2 separate regions of the Rattus norvegicus genome follow, and region 2 is linked to region 1. The links are chromatin contacts, called in public Hi-C maps. All regions are on one chromosome and are shown on one strand. Each heading gives the region's core, a stretch centred on a gene start, on an enhancer-like site or on the middle of the called end of the contact. The rest is flanking DNA. Distances are from core to core; before and after follow the strand shown.

Region 1 (4,692 bases), core at 873-3,372:
TAAAGGAAGGCATCTGATGAAATCTGAACGAAAAGACCAAAGGAATCAACCACAGGTTAAATACTTATTCTCAGAGTAGCAGTTACATAAGAACCGACAAGTGGACACCCTAAGGAGCTTTTCAAAGACTAATTCAAAAAGCAATGTAGTAAAGTTACTTTGTAAAGATTGCGACTACATAGAGAAACAGCTTTAAAACAATGGTTCTGGGGCCTGCTGGGATGTAGTCAGTGTTCAAGAGCGCTTGCCTGTATCCCTGAGGCTAGAAGTGGTTCCCACCACTGGAAACAAACATATGAACAAACACAATGTATAGTTAAACGTGAGGGAGACTGGCACCGTAGCTCAAATTTCCCAATGGAAGTCCCAGCCATAGAATCAAAAAACTAAGACAGAAGAAGTTGGGTATGTTCTAGAAAGGAGACCCAAGGCAAACAAGGATACCAGTGATGAGGGCTCTGAGTAAAACACTCAAGGAAATGAAAACCACAAACTCGGCTCAACATTATATCATGTGATATACAGGTACAACATTCAGAATATAACTCAATCAAGTCATAAGGCTGACCCTGCCTAAGCACGAAAGCTTTCTGTATTAATCTGATATGAACCTTTGAATTTTTGCCTCACCTTGGAAGAATACTAAATATCTTCAAACTGAAAGTCAGGTACACACAATACCTGACCAGTTTTCTGCAGTCCATTCAGTTGTACGTCTAAGGTGATTTCTAAAATCGCAACTGGTCCTGTGGTATTAATTTAGGCAGCAAGATAGTGTGTTCATTCTTCTCAGTCACTATACCAGACATTAACCTTCTTTCAAATGACTGTGGTCACAGATGACTCAGCAGGTAAGAAGGCTTGGTGCTCTTGCAGAGGATCGGTTGGGGTCTGGTCCCAGTACCCACATGGCAGTTCACAACCATCTGCAACTGCAGGTCCACCGGGACCATGCACACGTGTGGTACACACTAACAAAACACTTATAAACACAAAGTAAAATAACCTTTAAAAATAAGTAAATAAAACAAACTTACTATATTGCTTAAAGAGCTTTTTGGTGGAACCAAAAAAAAGAAGGTGGGGTGGGTTGGGGTGGGGCGGCGTTTAAGTGGGAACCAGAAGACCAGTCTCTGCTCCAGCACTGTGATGAATGGGTGTTAACCTGTAACAGATCGGTTGATTCCTGGGACTCACCCTATGCACGACAAAATAGGTATTGGGCTTTAGCTTAGATTCTGTCTTTCAAAGTCAAGCAAATAAACCTAAGTCCCTTGAAGAGAGAGCTCTTTTTCTTCCTCTGCTTTGTAGAGTATAGCAAAGTAGGAGGAAAATCACCTTTAGGCTATCTCTATAAAGTAGTACAGATACGTATTTGTTAATAACTTTGCAACTGTTACCTTTTCTTACACGAATCTCCTGACCATATCTTAATACACCGTTCATATTCCAAGCAATGAGAAATTTATTTGTTTATAAATGAATGTGAATAAAAATGGTTCTATCTTTTACCATTGCAGGTATGTAGGCATGTTCAAAAACAGAAGACAAACTATTCCTGAGTCTCTGTTTACAAATGAAGTTGGTATCTTTCATTCTTTTGATAACTTTATAGAGCTATGATAGATATACAGAACTATATGTCTAGTGTGACGGTATATATGCCTAGTGTGATGGTATATATGCCTAGTGTGACGGTATATATATATGCCTAGTGTGATGGTATATATGTCTAGTGTGACGGTATATATGTCTAGTATAGATGGTATATGTGCCTAGTATGATGGTATTGCTCAGATATAAAATGCAAGTTCCTGGCACCTAGCATTTGTTAAAGGCTTCATCCTTAACTCAGTGTTCAAAAGGGAGACTTCTGGAAAATGAAGGAATCACAGGAGCTCTGCCTTAATCTGTAGAGTGCCCTGCTAACGGATTAGGAATTTAACCATGTTATTGAAAAGTGACACACAGTAGGAAGATCTGAGGCCTCCCTGGAGGTGATATGCTCTTAAAGGGAGTATCTCATAACTGCCTCCTCTCATCACCCTTGTTCCTTCTCTCTCATCTCTTGTCCTCTAAATCTCTGTCACTATCTGGGCTTGTTGGTTTCCCAGAACAGCACCCGCCACCCTGTCTTGCCACAGTCCCACAGTGATGAAGTCAGCCATCCTGGACTGACCAAAGTCTAAGTCTCTGAGCCAAAATAAACTCTTTAAATTGTCTCTCATGGCACTTTCCTGATGTGTTATGTTCAAACACAGTAACTACCACGGGGGGGGGGGGGGAACACTTATTGAATCAAAGTGGCATTTTTCATATTTTAAGCTATTCCATTTATAAAACTATGATGGCAATGGGGTAAAAACAATCCATAGAAAACTAACAGCCAGTTTCACTATGGGATTATTCAGAGTCAAGCATGAGGTTGGGATTAATCACACCACAACTATAATTGCTTTCCTCGCTAGCTTTAAAATCATCCCCTAGAGCGGAGCATTCAGAGTGGAGAAACAAGCAAAAGTCTGCTTAGAGAAGCAAGTGTCACTGCTGACCAAATCTTTCCCTGTGTGGCAACTGGGTTTTCCAGGGAGTGGTTGGGGGAAGCATGAGTGACTGTTTATGGAATCTGATTCATCAGATTTCAGAAACTAGGGCTATTGTTAATAAAAACATAGTTACTCCACATACAGCAATGCCAACCATCAGTATACCAGAAGCTCTTGTATCACTGAATCAGGGAAACTGTAGGTGAAAGTGAGCTAATGTAAAGTATCCACAGATTTTTTTTTATATCATGATTTGTCAAGGTTATTTTGAAATATACGAATCAATAATAGTGTTTTTGAGAATAATACATGCCTTGTTAATTATATAATTGCATTTTAGGGATTTCTGTCTTGTTTTAGTGTGTAAGTGTATGTGTGTATGTATGTACTTTACATGTGTCTAAGTGCAAATGCATGTATACCACAGCAAAAACGTGGAGGTCGGGGGTCAAGCTCAGGTGCTATCCACCTTGTTTTGATCAGGGTGACTCTCTGTGGTACACACCACTGCAAACAGCAAGCCTGCTGCCCCGCGGGCCTTGGGGAACTCTGCTATCTCTGTATCTTCCGTCTCACTGCCAAAGCTCTGGGCTACAGGCACACACTGTGTTCCACTTGTTCCAGAGTCCCAGTCAGGTGCTCATGCTTGGCAAGCTCTGAATTCACTGGGCTGTCTTCTCAGTCAAAAAACTGTTTCATATCTATATTTCTTATTTTTTAAAACCCTGGTCCTGAGTACAGAGAGATTTCGGTTATTCTTTTTAGTAGATATAAAGTACTTGTTCATATTTATGGGCATCATAAACTTTAACAACTCAATACATGCACACAATGCATTCCAATCAAACCAAGGCGAATAGCATTTCTACTTTCTCTGTGAGAATTTTAGCTATTTAAATTTAAGACACAAATGACATTATTTGTAAACACGTTTCATGAGGAGCTGCTGATAAATTTTTAATTTAAGATTCTGTTCATACTCAATTGGGAGTTTTCATTAGTGCAGAGGTCAAAAAAAAACCCTACATGATAGAAAACAAGTCAAAGTAAAGTCACCCAACTGCCAATACTCGCCAATAAAGAACAGATAAAATTATTCTGATAAAAATGCCGTACTAACACGGGGCATGGTGGCGCACACCTTTGATCCCAGAGCTTGGGAGGTAGAAGCAGGCGGATCTCTGTCAGTTTGGGGCCAGTCTGCTCTACAAAGCTAGTTCTTGAGGGCTTTTACACAAAGAAACCCTACCTCAAAAACAAAAACCCAACAAACAAAATGCCATACTAATCAACAATAAAAAAGGAATTAAATGATACATGCAACAATAATGATCCGTGTCAAAACAAATCAGACAGCCAAGCATAGCAGTGCACGGCTCTCACGCCAGCACTCATGAGGCAGAATCAGACATCTGGGAGTTCAAAGCAAAGCCAGTATGGTATGCAAAGGAGTTCAAACCAGCCAGGGCTACACAGTGAAAGTCTATGCCAAAATAGGGGGTGGGGAAGGAGAAGAAATGAAGAGGAGAAGGACGAGGACGAGGACAAGGGGGAGGAGGAGGAGGGGGAGGAGGGGGGGAGGAGGAGGAGGACAGAAGAATAGAGAGGAGGAGGAGGAGGAGGAAATAAAAGAAGTCTTATTTAAAAGACTGAATCACACATATGGTTTCACTTACTCAAGATTCTAGCGTAAGCAAACTGGAACAACAACAACAACACCTTCTTAACTACTGAACCCTAGTTATTTGGGGGAAAGTATTCTGACATCGACACTTACTCTGAAATGAATCCAAAAATAAATAAACAAACTAATGAATGGCTTGGAGACCAAACCTGAAAGTGATAAAGAAGTACAGTAAAATATGAATGATAAAATCCAGATGTAAATGTGAAGTGCGCTTCATTTTTCCATAGGTATATTGTTATGTGCCAGATAAAATTGTTAGAAACATTTTTCCATAATAAATTGCAAGGAAAAAGATCATTAGTCAAGCTCTAAACAAGGAGGTGAACTGTGCCTTGGACAGCTAACAGACTTTTAAATAAACATTAAAACAAACTAAAATAGCAAATGATTAAACTGTTACACAGCAAACAGTACATAGCACACATGTACTCGCATGTGCAAATAAAGACTAAATTAAGT
Region 2 (4,978 bases), core at 936-3,435, 230 kb after region 1:
AGACAGTTGGGAGCCACCGTGTGGGTGCCGGGACCCAAACCCAGGTAAGCCAGTGCTCTTAACTGCTAAGCCATCTCTTGCTTAGCATGTATTCTTCCTGATGAGCTGAAGGCCGGCTAAGTGACTGCCGAGGCCGGTCTGGCTGACACAGGGCTGGGTCTTCAGAAGACAGGGCTGGGTCTTCAGAAGACAGGCAGCCTCCCCTGCCAGCTGAGTATCTGTCCTTTCGGCCTCAGAAGCCCTGCCAGGTCCTTCACTGCTCTGACCTTCCTGGCGGACTGTCCTGTGCTCAGTTCTGCAGTGCTCAGCTCTGCAGCGTGTAAACCAGCCCTTCCGATTTGGTGTTCTGTTGTTTTGTTTCTGATGTTGCTCTTCTGCGCTCTCTCTCTCTCTCTCTCTCTCTCTCTCTCTCTCTCTCTCTCTCCTGTTCTTTCTTTCTTTCTTTCTTTCTTTCTTTCTTTCTTTCTTTCTTTCTTTCTTTCTTTTTTTAAAAACAGGGTCTTTGGTGTCCTAGGCTGGCCTCAGACTTCCATATAGGGAAGGGTGTTTTCACATCCTGAGATTACAGGTATGTAGCAGCACCCGCCAGTTCAAACCAACTTTTCCATATGTATTTTCCTGGCCCTTCCAGCCAACGACTTTTACAACTTCCCTAGTTTGATCTACACTAATTTACAGATTATACCTCTTCAGGAAAAACAAAACAAAACAAACAAACAAACAAACAAAAAAAAACCCTTTAAACCAGACCAGTGCCTTGTCATCTATGCATAGAGCATTAGCTGCAAATGTGGTAACCACCAGGGGGCCACAGCGAGCCCAGAGGCCCTCCCTGTTCAGGGAATAGTTTCCCAGATGTGAGCTAGAACTGGAGTCCTTTGGTTTCAAGCTGACTATCTCGAGGCTTCTTTCTCAAGAGTAGGGGTGTGTTCCACAGAACGAGTGACCTCGCAGGAACGGTGGCAGGGGCACCCTGTCATAAATGCTTTGGTAGAACTAGATGTGGTGACCTCACTGGTAATCCCAGCGCGTGGGAGGCTCAGGGAGAAGATTGTAAGTTTGAAACCAGCCTAAGCTTCATAGCAAGACCCCATCTTGAAACGAAACCAGAAAGCTTTGAAAGAGAGTGGGTCAGGGAGGATGGCCCAGAGGGTGGGGCAGGGAGGATGGCCTAGAGGGTAGGGCAGAGAGGATGGCCCAGAGGATGGGGCAGGAAGGATGGCCTAGAGGCTGGGGCAGGAAGGATAGCCCAGAGGGTGGAGCAGGGAGGATGGCCTAGAGTGTAGGGCAGAGAAGATGGCCCAGAGGATGGGGCAGGAAGGATGGCCTAGAGGGTGAGGCAGGGAGGATGGCCCAGAGGGTGGGGCAGGGAGGATGGCCTAGAGGGTAGGGCAGAGAGGATGGCCCAGAGGATGGGGCTGGAAGGATGGCCTAGAGGCTGGGGCAGGCAGGATAGCCCAGAGGGTGGGGCAGGCAGGATGGCCCAGAAGAAAAGTCAGAACCAGACTTTGCCTACTTTGTAATTTAGCTGAGTCTCCTGGACACTGAGGGGTGGGTTGTTTCTTTGTACATTTACTTTGAAACAGAGTCTCACTATATAGACCTGACTGGCCTCAAACTCACTATGCAGACCAGGCTGGATTCAAACTCACAGCGATCTGTGTGCCTCTGCCTCTCAAGTGCTGGGGTTAATGGCTTTTACCATCCTCCCATGTTGGACTATTGGGTTCTGTAAGAATAGGAGCTAACAGGACATTTCGTTTAACCTGAGCTCGACTCTGCTCCTCATCTGGAAAGTGGACATACCCTAGGAGAGCAGATCTCAAGAGAAGAGAGAGACAGACAGCAGTGGCGGGTGGAGTGTAACTTAGGAGCTAGTTGTGAATTTAAGTGGGTGGCACACGCCCTCCTGGCCTGTCAGTTCTGCCCACTGCCTTCCTGAAGAGGAACAAAAAGTAAACATTATGTCTGAGAGGGTTTTCTTCGTGTTCTTTCTTCTTCCAGTGGCTGCAGGTACTGATGGCCAGTTTTTGATCAGCTCCTGTCACTGTCTCCTCTGTGGAGGGGACAGTTGGCCCCACAGGTTGACGGCTAAGCTTGAGCCTCAGGCTGGATGGGAGGCCACAGCTCAAAACCCCCGGGGCACCCAGGGGTAACATTATCCTGCCAGAGCTGAACAAGGAAGTGAGTGTTTAGAGTAACCTCAAGAACGTCGTGGGCGTTTCCTCTGTCAGGGAAACAAGAAACCACAGTGAGATAATGGATAACTATATTCAGGTCACAGATTATCAGCTGTCACTGCTGCTTCCTGTTCAGAATTCGATGAAACTTTCTAGTCACTGAGCCTTGCGGACACTGTGAGCGTGAGCGCTATAAGGCTTGAGTTCTGCCTGGGGGTCTGGCGTAGCCCAGAGTGGGGAGTTGGGTCTTTTTGGGTGTGTGTGGCGTGTAGGTGTGGATAAAGTTCCACGAGTCAGTCCATATTTGTTTGCTGTTGGTTTGTTTTGTTTTTGAAGCATGGTCTTATATAGGCCAAGCTGGATCCAGACTTTCTGTGCACCAAGGATGGCCTTGGACCTCTTCTCCTCCTATATCCACCTCCTGAGTGCTAGAATTACAAGGGTGCACCACCATGGCCACTGTATGCCATGCTATAAGTTAGGCAAGCCTCCTACCAGCTGAGCCATGCCCCAAGCCCTGGGATCTACTTCTTAGAAGAGAAGGTGGTAGGTAAGAGACCAATAGCAAGGGTTAATTTCACTAAGTTTACAGTATTTGTCAGGCTTTTGAGCTAAGAGGTCTCTGTGCATTGCCCTGGTTGAGTCTCAAAACCACCTTTGAGAAAGTAATGTCCAGTCGTCAAAGTGCTACAACTGGGAAACAGAGCGGGACTTTTCTATTCCCTCCCTACTCTGTCCCTCCCTTTCTCCCTTCCTTCCTTCTTCCCTCTTCTTCCTCAACTTCTCTCTCATTTGCATACATTTCCATCATTCCTCGGAGTTCTGTCATTCATACCCCTTTCCAGGAAATAGTTGCTGCTCCTATCCCCAGACACGCTCTTTTTGGGGTTTTATGAGACAGGTTTCCCTGTGTGGTCCTTGCTGTCCTGGAACTCACCAAGTAAAGCAGGCTGGCCTCAAACTCCAACAGCCCCTGTCTCCCAAATGCTGGGATTAAAGAGGTGTGTGCCACCACTGTCTAGAAATAACCAAAGTTTAGTTTCTGTCCTCCAGGGTTGGTTCTTAACCACTCTTGTACTTCAAACCAACATCCCTGATTCCAATTTGATTTGCTTCACAGAGTCTATCTGAGACGTATGATTTTGTATGCACCAGCACATCGCTCCAATCTTACTACCAAGTAACATTCCATTTTATGAATTTTCAACTCAATTTATTTATCCAGGCTGGATTTGGATCCCCTCCCTCCCCCCTGGTTTTAGATTATTTTGAATAACACTGCCACGAACATTCTTCTTAGTTAGGGGTATTTAACGTTTTATTAAATACTGTACTGTCAGAGAAATGAGGACCATTCCATACTCCCGGAAATCGTAGACCAGAGTTCTAGCTCTTTCACACTCTTGACAACACATAAAATTATTGTTCTGTTCAATTATAGTGAGTATGAGAAATTGATCTTTCTAATTCCAGAACCTATGCATCGTTATAAAATACTGGGGTGGAGCTCCAGCCATATCCGTGGCTCTCTGTTGGGGACTGGGATGAGAGAACAGAGAGACACACTCCTGGCAGAAGGGATAGAAAGGGGCTACTTACGACAGCTGGGTGCCAAGAAGCCTATCTTCCCTATCATCTCTTGATAGGGTGCAACATGCCATTTTCTAGGAACAGCGCTGTTGGAGAAAGCTCTCTCGTGGCTTCTGGTACAAAGGCGTGCGTGCCAAGCGTGCGGCCAGTGTGGTTAGAACCTATGGTAGAGTCAGCCCTGTTCTTTCCGAAGAGCTTGAAGTGGTTCAGGCCAGAACATCAAAGGGCCCTCAAGGATGGGCCTGTCCCAGGAGGCACTGCAGTGCAGAGTGTAAAAACCTTCTGACTATACTCCAGCCTGGCCCTCTCCCTAAACCACTGGACACCTCTCTTTTCTTACTATTGAATCAAGGCAAAGACGCCTGCCTGTATTCAATGCCCCATAGGTCTCTCTCCAGGCTCCAGGCTGTTCCTAGGGTGCCTGCTCCCTTAGTAGACCGTCTCCTCATCCTGCTGCTGACCTATGAGCAGGTATTCATGCGCAGGATAACCTCTCATGTTACAAAAAGTGCCCCACGGAAAGTGTGCTCCCCAGGGATGCCCTCCCTGCCAGTTGATCTGGCCGACTACCATCCCTGAGAACTCAGCTCAAGCAATACGTTTGCTGTGAAACCTTCTCTAGTCGTTCCCTTGTTCTGCTGAAAGACAGAGGAACCCGTGTTGTGTTTTCTGCACCTCCTGACTCCACACTGTCTTCTCACCAGACTATGAATTTACAGAGTGCACGTCAGGAGCGTAGAGTCTCAATAAACACTGACTGACTGAGTAAATTTACGATTGAGTGATTAAAGGAAGGGATCTTAAATGAAAATGAAACATGGAGACATTAAAAACATAAAAATTAAAACAGTCATCCCTCAAAAATATATGCAGTCAAAATATATGCAGGTATATATTCTATGAGCTAGCCAAGCAGTGTTTTAGTTTCCTTTTTTGTTTATTTCTTGAAACAGTATTTCATTATGTAGCCTTTAACTCACAGCTATGCCCCTGCTCCTGTCTGAGTGCGGGTAGTAGATATTTTTTATATTACCATTCGTTTGTAGGTCAAGGGAGTATAGCTGTTCAGTGCTAGTGAATTTCATGAAGGACTCGCAAGGTCCTGGGTTAAATCCCCAGCACCAAATAAACAATTTGTAAAAACTAAGGACTGCTGGAAGCTCGCCTGTCACCCAGCCCTCGGAAGGCCGAGGCAGAAAGATCATATA

Evidence for each region. Hi-C and Micro-C count contacts between places; a contact is called where the count stands out from the background.
Region 2: a Hi-C map of Schwann cells shows a contact between it and region 1, with 5 times the contacts expected there. The contact joins two enhancer-like sites.

Annotation. Positions count from the first base shown.
Region 1 is chr15:3,233,444-3,238,135 of GRCr8, forward strand. The region is part of intron 3 of Adk (adenosine kinase); the gene reads right to left. Among named protein-coding and RNA genes, the nearest start is that of Adk, 60 kb to the right of the region's middle. Within about 2 kb of position 2,123, at least 12 of the 93 cell types and tissues checked have an H3K27ac peak or open chromatin away from gene starts, as enhancers often do. A contact at or near this core is called in Schwann cells, where this site is marked.
Region 2 is chr15:3,459,081-3,464,058 of GRCr8, forward strand. No RefSeq gene overlaps it. Among named protein-coding and RNA genes, the nearest start is that of Plau, 50 kb to the right of the region's middle. Within about 2 kb of position 2,186, at least 16 of the 93 cell types and tissues checked have an H3K27ac peak or open chromatin away from gene starts, as enhancers often do. A contact at or near this core is called in Schwann cells, where this site is marked.